Regions from separate parts of the Mus musculus genome. Here region 2 is linked to region 1. The links are chromatin contacts, called in public HiChIP or PLAC-seq maps. All regions are on one chromosome and are shown on one strand. The core of a region is the stretch at or near the end of the contact, and the rest is flanking DNA. Distances in the headings are between cores, read along the strand shown. Region 1 overlaps Smad3 (SMAD family member 3). Region 2 has its middle 43 kb from the start of Gm39359.

What was found. HiChIP or PLAC-seq counts read pairs in DNA pulled down with a chosen protein or histone mark.
Region 2: an HNF4G HiChIP or PLAC-seq map of pancreatic cancer cells shows a contact between it and region 1. The contact joins two enhancer-like sites. A contact is called at or near these places in 24 of 484 Hi-C or Micro-C datasets (the AML12 cell line, B cells, the C2C12 cell line and 17 more), 10 of 115 datasets of contacts at active chromatin or transcription factors (the HPC-7 cell line, the NIH/3T3 cell line, T-cell acute lymphoblastic leukemia and 7 more) and 3 of 9 other capture datasets (adipose tissue, embryonic stem cells and liver).

What each region holds. Positions count from the first base shown.
Region 1 is chr9:63,705,232-63,708,072 of GRCm38.p6, forward strand. The region is part of intron 1 of Smad3 (SMAD family member 3); the gene reads right to left. Among named protein-coding and RNA genes, the nearest start is that of Gm51710, 25 kb to the right of the region's middle. Within about 2 kb of position 1,345, at least 219 of the 459 cell types and tissues checked have an H3K27ac peak or open chromatin away from gene starts, as enhancers often do. A contact at or near this core is called in the AML12 cell line, the C2C12 cell line, the HL-1 cell line and 3 more, where this site is marked.
Region 2 is chr9:63,837,521-63,840,361 of GRCm38.p6, forward strand. No RefSeq gene overlaps it. Among named protein-coding and RNA genes, the nearest start is that of Gm39359, 43 kb to the left of the region's middle. Within about 2 kb of position 1,506, at least 31 of the 459 cell types and tissues checked have an H3K27ac peak or open chromatin away from gene starts, as enhancers often do. A contact at or near this core is called in the AML12 cell line, the C2C12 cell line, the HL-1 cell line and 3 more, where this site is marked.

The sequences.
Region 1 (2,841 bases), core at 95-2,594:
GCCCTTATCCTGGGCCTTCACCAATGAAGCAATCTCCCAGCCTAGGGAAATAGATTGTCTGCCCATCTGTTTGTCTGTTTCAGAGACGATCAATCCTCTGTTCCTTGGGCTCAGGATAAAGTGAATGTTTTCCCTGCAGAGATCAACAAGTCTTGAGGCACCTGGCACCCTGGCACTCACTGATCCTGGCTTCATTCATTCATAGGACACGGCCTTTAAACAAAAAAGGTGAGAGCCTAACCAGCACTTCAGCTGTACCTGCAGTACACCTAAAAGCTGGGACAGGGGAGCACACATTCCTCTTTCCCAGGCTTGCTGGACACCAGAGGACATTCCTATCATACCTGTTCTCACGAGTGGTGGGACCTGCTAAGAGTCTGTCCACTCTAGCAGTCCAAGAGTCACCGCAGAAACATACTTAGCCCCATTCTTTAGGGACCTTCAATGTAAGTCCAACCTAATCACCCCAACTTTGGGATTCAGGGGCTAAGCACCTGCTGTGCACCAGATGTGGTGCCAGGACAGGACTGCTGGAATGGGGGAGGGGTGACGGCAGCACTGTCACACAGTTGCCCTGTGATGGGCCTTACAATATGCCAGGAGTGGGGGCTGATCTCTGAAACACATGATTTGGTCCTCAAAACCAATTCATGGGATTTGTCACCTGATTCAGGAATGAAAAAAAAAAAAAAAGATTTGTAGAATGCCAATGTCACAGCTGGCAGTCTTATGGCTTCCTCTTCACAGGGCAGGGTCTGGACAGAGAGCTACCCAACCCCCAAAGCCCTGTTCCCTCCCCAAAACTATCCTGACAGATCCTGGCTTAAAATCGAAGCTAGGAGCTACTCTCTCCATCCACTTACTTCTCTGGGGCTTAGTATTTTTCATCCCAGAACAGCAGATATTTAAGGAGACTTCCTCTGGTTTAGTCATAGATGTTTTAGGGAGACCTAAGGAAATCAGACGTCTTTCTGGTGACCTTAGAAGCTGAATGGACAAGGGCCTGCTGTCCTGCCTCCTTCGTGAATGCTCTCATCAGCATAAGAGAGCCTGAGTATAGCTGCCCCTGACTGAGCAGAGCTGCCCCTGTTCCAGCTCTCCCTCCCCACATACTCTCCCTCCTGCCCCTCTACAGCCCTTCACAGTTTCCAGGAGCTGCCCATCCAGGGCAAGGCAGGGACAAAAGAGAGCAGGGGACTAAAGTGTCCTCAGAGATGATAGGCAGGCTGGTGACTGGGGCCGGAAGTGCCAAGGGCCCTTGCTGGCAGCCAGCCTGCATCACAGGCTGACAGGAAACAGGAGAAGACAGCACTGAGGCCGCGTGGAAATCCCCACCGGGCTCCACGCCGGGGTTGTGACTCAGAGTCCTAGGCAGCCGGAGAGCTACCCTCCCACCCCAGCCCCCCAGGCAGGGTGGAGAAGAGGCCACAGGAAATAGGTCACTGTATCTGTGCACAAAGATGCAGGGGCCTGGCATCCACCAAGCTACAGATGCCAAGATGTGGGGCACTGACGAAGGGCATGGATTCAGGGACCCTGGGTCCCCCTGCAATCCTGAGACGTTCCTTTCTAAAGGGAGAGCTTCAGCAGCCGCCGCAGAGACCCACCCCTCTTTTAAAACCTGCTCTTCAGAGACTCAAGGAGTCCGTGAAGGATGGATCCTACCATCTACCCAGAGGCCAGACAACTCCACTCCACAGAGCTCAGCCCTCTCATTCCCCAGGATGGGCTAGCTGGCTCTTCAGGAGATCCCCCAAGAGACTGCCCAATGCAGTCACCATCCTAAGCAGGGACCTCTACCAGGTCTACCCTTCAGTCACAATGGCCGTGTGTTACAGAGGTCACATCTTTTGCTTCCAAAAAGGAAACAAACAGGATTCAAAAATAGAAACACTTTTTTGTTTAAAGGCCGTGTCCTATGAATGTTATGAGACTCAATGTCAAGGCAGGGGCTTGAGATACAAGAAATTCATCCCTTCTCCGATCCCCTCTGACACCCTAGGGAGCTCCAGGCCCTGGAAAGTGCCCAGTTCCTGACTGTGACATTGACATGATCAATTTCTTTGTCTTTATTTTTCTTCAAGATAGGGTCTCACTACACAGCCCTAGCCGGCCTAGAACTCACTGTGTACACCAAGCTAGCCTTAAACTCACAGAGATCCATCCACCTGCCTCTGCCTCTATCTCTGCCTCCGAAGCGCTTAGAAGAGACACATGTACCATCACACCTATAAAAATAAAACTAAAAGCTCAATATTGGACTGACAAGGTGGCTCAGTGGGTAAGGACACTTGCCCTGACTGTCGTCACCCAGTGGCCTCTAAGTAACGACATTCTTCTGGGTACCCTATGACATCAGCACCATTGCTCTGTCTCTCTGGCCAACCCGGAACTACTTCCACTCTGTCCTCCTGGACCTGACCTCAATCCCCCAAGACTCACAGTGTCTCCCTCATCTTTGACCTCTCCAGGAACTCTACATACATCCACCCAGCACCAGTCCAAGCTCCAAGTGATGGGTGCTGCACACACCTCTGCTGTGCCATGCACATCAGCAGGTATTGCACATGCCTGCACTGAGCCTTGCATATCAGTGCTGGCCTCAGAGAACACAGTAGTGAACTAGAGATAGGCCAGAGCTAACCTGGCAGGAGCCCCGGAGGTACTGCAACACTGGCAACAGGGCTGTGACATAAAGCCTGGCTCATGATGGCAGCACCCAGGCAGTAGGATGCTTGTGACTTTAAGACGATGTGTGCGGTACCCACACATGCAAAGCTGAGAGATCAAAATCTCAGCCAGATGTTGTCTTATTAGTTTGCTCTGAGATGGGGGTCTTAT
Region 2 (2,841 bases), core at 256-2,755, 130 kb after region 1:
CACTGAACCTAGAGCTTGCCAGTTTGTTAGCCAGCAAGCCCCAGATACCTGCGTCTCGAAGGCACTGGGATTACAAGTATTGGTCTCCACATCAGGCTTTTATGTGGGTGCTAAGGTTCAAAATGAGGACTTGTGAAGCATTTAACAACTGGGCCATCTGCTCTGCCCCTACCAAGTGTCTTTGTGCATCCTGGTTCCTGTGACGTTAGACAATCAGCCTAGAAAAGCTATTGCCCATTGGGCCTGGAGATAGCTCCCTCCAGAGGCTGAGTGGGCTCAGGAAGCTGTTCTGTGGCCTCTGCTTCTCCCCTTTGGGCCTCAGTGTCCTCTTCAGGGTTCAATAAAGCATCCAAGTCACCCAAGATAATAATGACCGATGACAATAATGTCCAAGCCCTTAGGACGGCATTGTAACCCACACGAGCACACAGAATATTTCCGGTCTTTCCCCAGGTTTTCAGTTTTTTGTTTTGTTGTTGTTGTTGCTGCTGCTGCTGCTGCTGCTGCTGCTGCTGCTGCTGCTGCTGCTGCTGCTGCTGTTGTCTGGTTAGAATCCCCCTGTGTAGATCAAGCAGGCCTCTAACTTTTGAGTTTTTCCTGCCTTTGCCAACTAAGCTGTTTTAGGTGACTGACAGACAGGAGCCACCGTATCTCCTCCCCTTCCTTCCTTCCTTCCTTCCTTCCTTCCTTCCTTCCTTCCTTCCTTCCTTCCTTCCTTCTTTCCTTCCTTCCTTCCTTCCTTCCTTCCTTCCTTCCTTTCTCTTTCTTTAGACTATTATAACTGTTCTTTCTCTTGTGGTGTGATTAGAACTATCCTCACACAGATGGAAAACTGTGGCGTCTGGTCCTGACTCCCAGCCTCCTTGACTCTGGAAGTGAGCTGAGAGCTGGATCCCAGCATCCTCTTTGCTGCCAGGTGAGACCTCAGGACTGTCCTGGGCTTGGCTGGCCCATGGCTCCTGGGACTCTGTCTCTGCTAAGTGGCTTCCTGATGCAGGGTGATGGAGAACTCCCAGGTCAGAGGAAAGCAATGGAATACTGCCTCATCTATCAAAGCAGACCACGTGAAGGCTGGGGTTCCTTGGCCTGAAGGAACCGTGGTGTGAAAAGCTGAAGGTTCTCTGGGGATGGCGTCTCTGCCCCTCTAGGCCTCCATACAGGGAGGGAAACAAGTGGAAATGGGGTGAACAACTCTCTGTGGGGTTCTCAGAGAGTCTTTGGGCCTCTTGTCTATGCCCCTTCTGAAGTGGGGAAGGGACAGCGGAGATAGCCAGGATTCTGAGACTGGTTTGGAAGGCACCTCACCCTGATGTGGAGGCTGGACCGAGTCAGCCTCTCTCTCCTTCCCTTCCCATATTACATACATATATACCACTAAACACTTAAAAAACTGGCAAATTCTACCAATCACTGTTGGTTAAGGGCTCATTGTGTTCTGAGCTTTTGCCTGCATTAGGTCACTCTCTGTCCTAACCCTGTGGAAATGTCCTGACTTCGGGCTCCTCTCCCCGAGGAAGAGGCCAGTTCACAGGCAGGTTAGGGCTGAGCCACACATCTGTGAGTCACACAGTTGACTTCCACTTCAAATGGCAATCTTTAATCGATTGGTAGTGGCTGCCTGTAGGGCAATATTGAAATCTGGAAGCCTCCCTCAGATGAACTAGAAAGAGTGCTATGATTGATTAATGATGCCTGCCAGCAGAGGCACAGGGAAGGGTGGCTTGCATGCTGCCTATATGCTATCTGTTCCTAAGACTGTGGGCCCCAGGGTGAGTTCTTCTGTCTTCCCACGTTGACAGAACAGGGGTAGAGAAAGTGCTCAGCTCTTAAAGGCTAAGGCTGACAACCAAAATGCCAGGAATTCAGTTCCCAAGATGACAGAAAACCCACCAGGAACAGCAAAATCATGACTACAGGATTGTTTTTGCAGTCTACCAACACAACACAAGTGGAAGGGACTGTTCCCACAGTTGTGCTTGCAGGGGTTAGTCATCCTCACCCTGATGCGCAGCTCTCCCTCCATAGCTCTCACCTGCCAAGTGCCCCCCGGCACGCTGACTAAGGCAGGCTGAGTCACACGGGGCCGCACGGGGGCTGGCTGGGGTAGCATGCGGAGGCACAGAGTCCTTCCTAACTGTAGACAGTGAATCACCGCATCACTTAGCACCAGGACCGCTCTATCCATGGTACCCCACACACTCAATTGCCTGAACCCTCTTAGTTCTCTGGACTCCACTGTGCCTCGTTAGCTGGAGTGAGATACTCCTGTTCGTACCTGTGGATGGCATGGCCTCCCTTCTCCCCTCCCACCCCACCCCAACTGGAAGAATCCTGAACTTCAAGGGCCTGGCAGGCCCAAACCCATAGGAACTTTCTTTTCAGGGGTGGGGATGAGATTAGGGTCAGGGAGGTGTCTAGGAAAACCGGAGATTAGATTCCGACTCCCAGGACCCAGATTAGGACCTTGGCTTTTCACTTATAGTTTGGAAGAGCTTGTCCAAGCTACTTAATCTCTCTGTGCCTCGTTTTCCTTGTCCCCTGAATGGGAGGAGATCATCTCTGCAGAGCAAGGTTCAGCACTGGCATATGGGCTCTGGCAAACTATGTAGGACCCTTGAGCTTCCCGGGGACGATGCAGGGTAAGCAGGCCAATTCGTTTCACAGATAAGGTCACCGAAGCTCAGGGTCAAACCCACAGGTAATCATTTCATTCCAGATCCTGGGCTCAGCCCAGGAGAATGTCAGGATAGGCAGTAAGATGTGACGGCAAGTGGGACGGGTGTTACAGCCATACAGACCATCGAGAGAGATTCCCTGGAGGGCAGTGGACGGTGGCGCAGG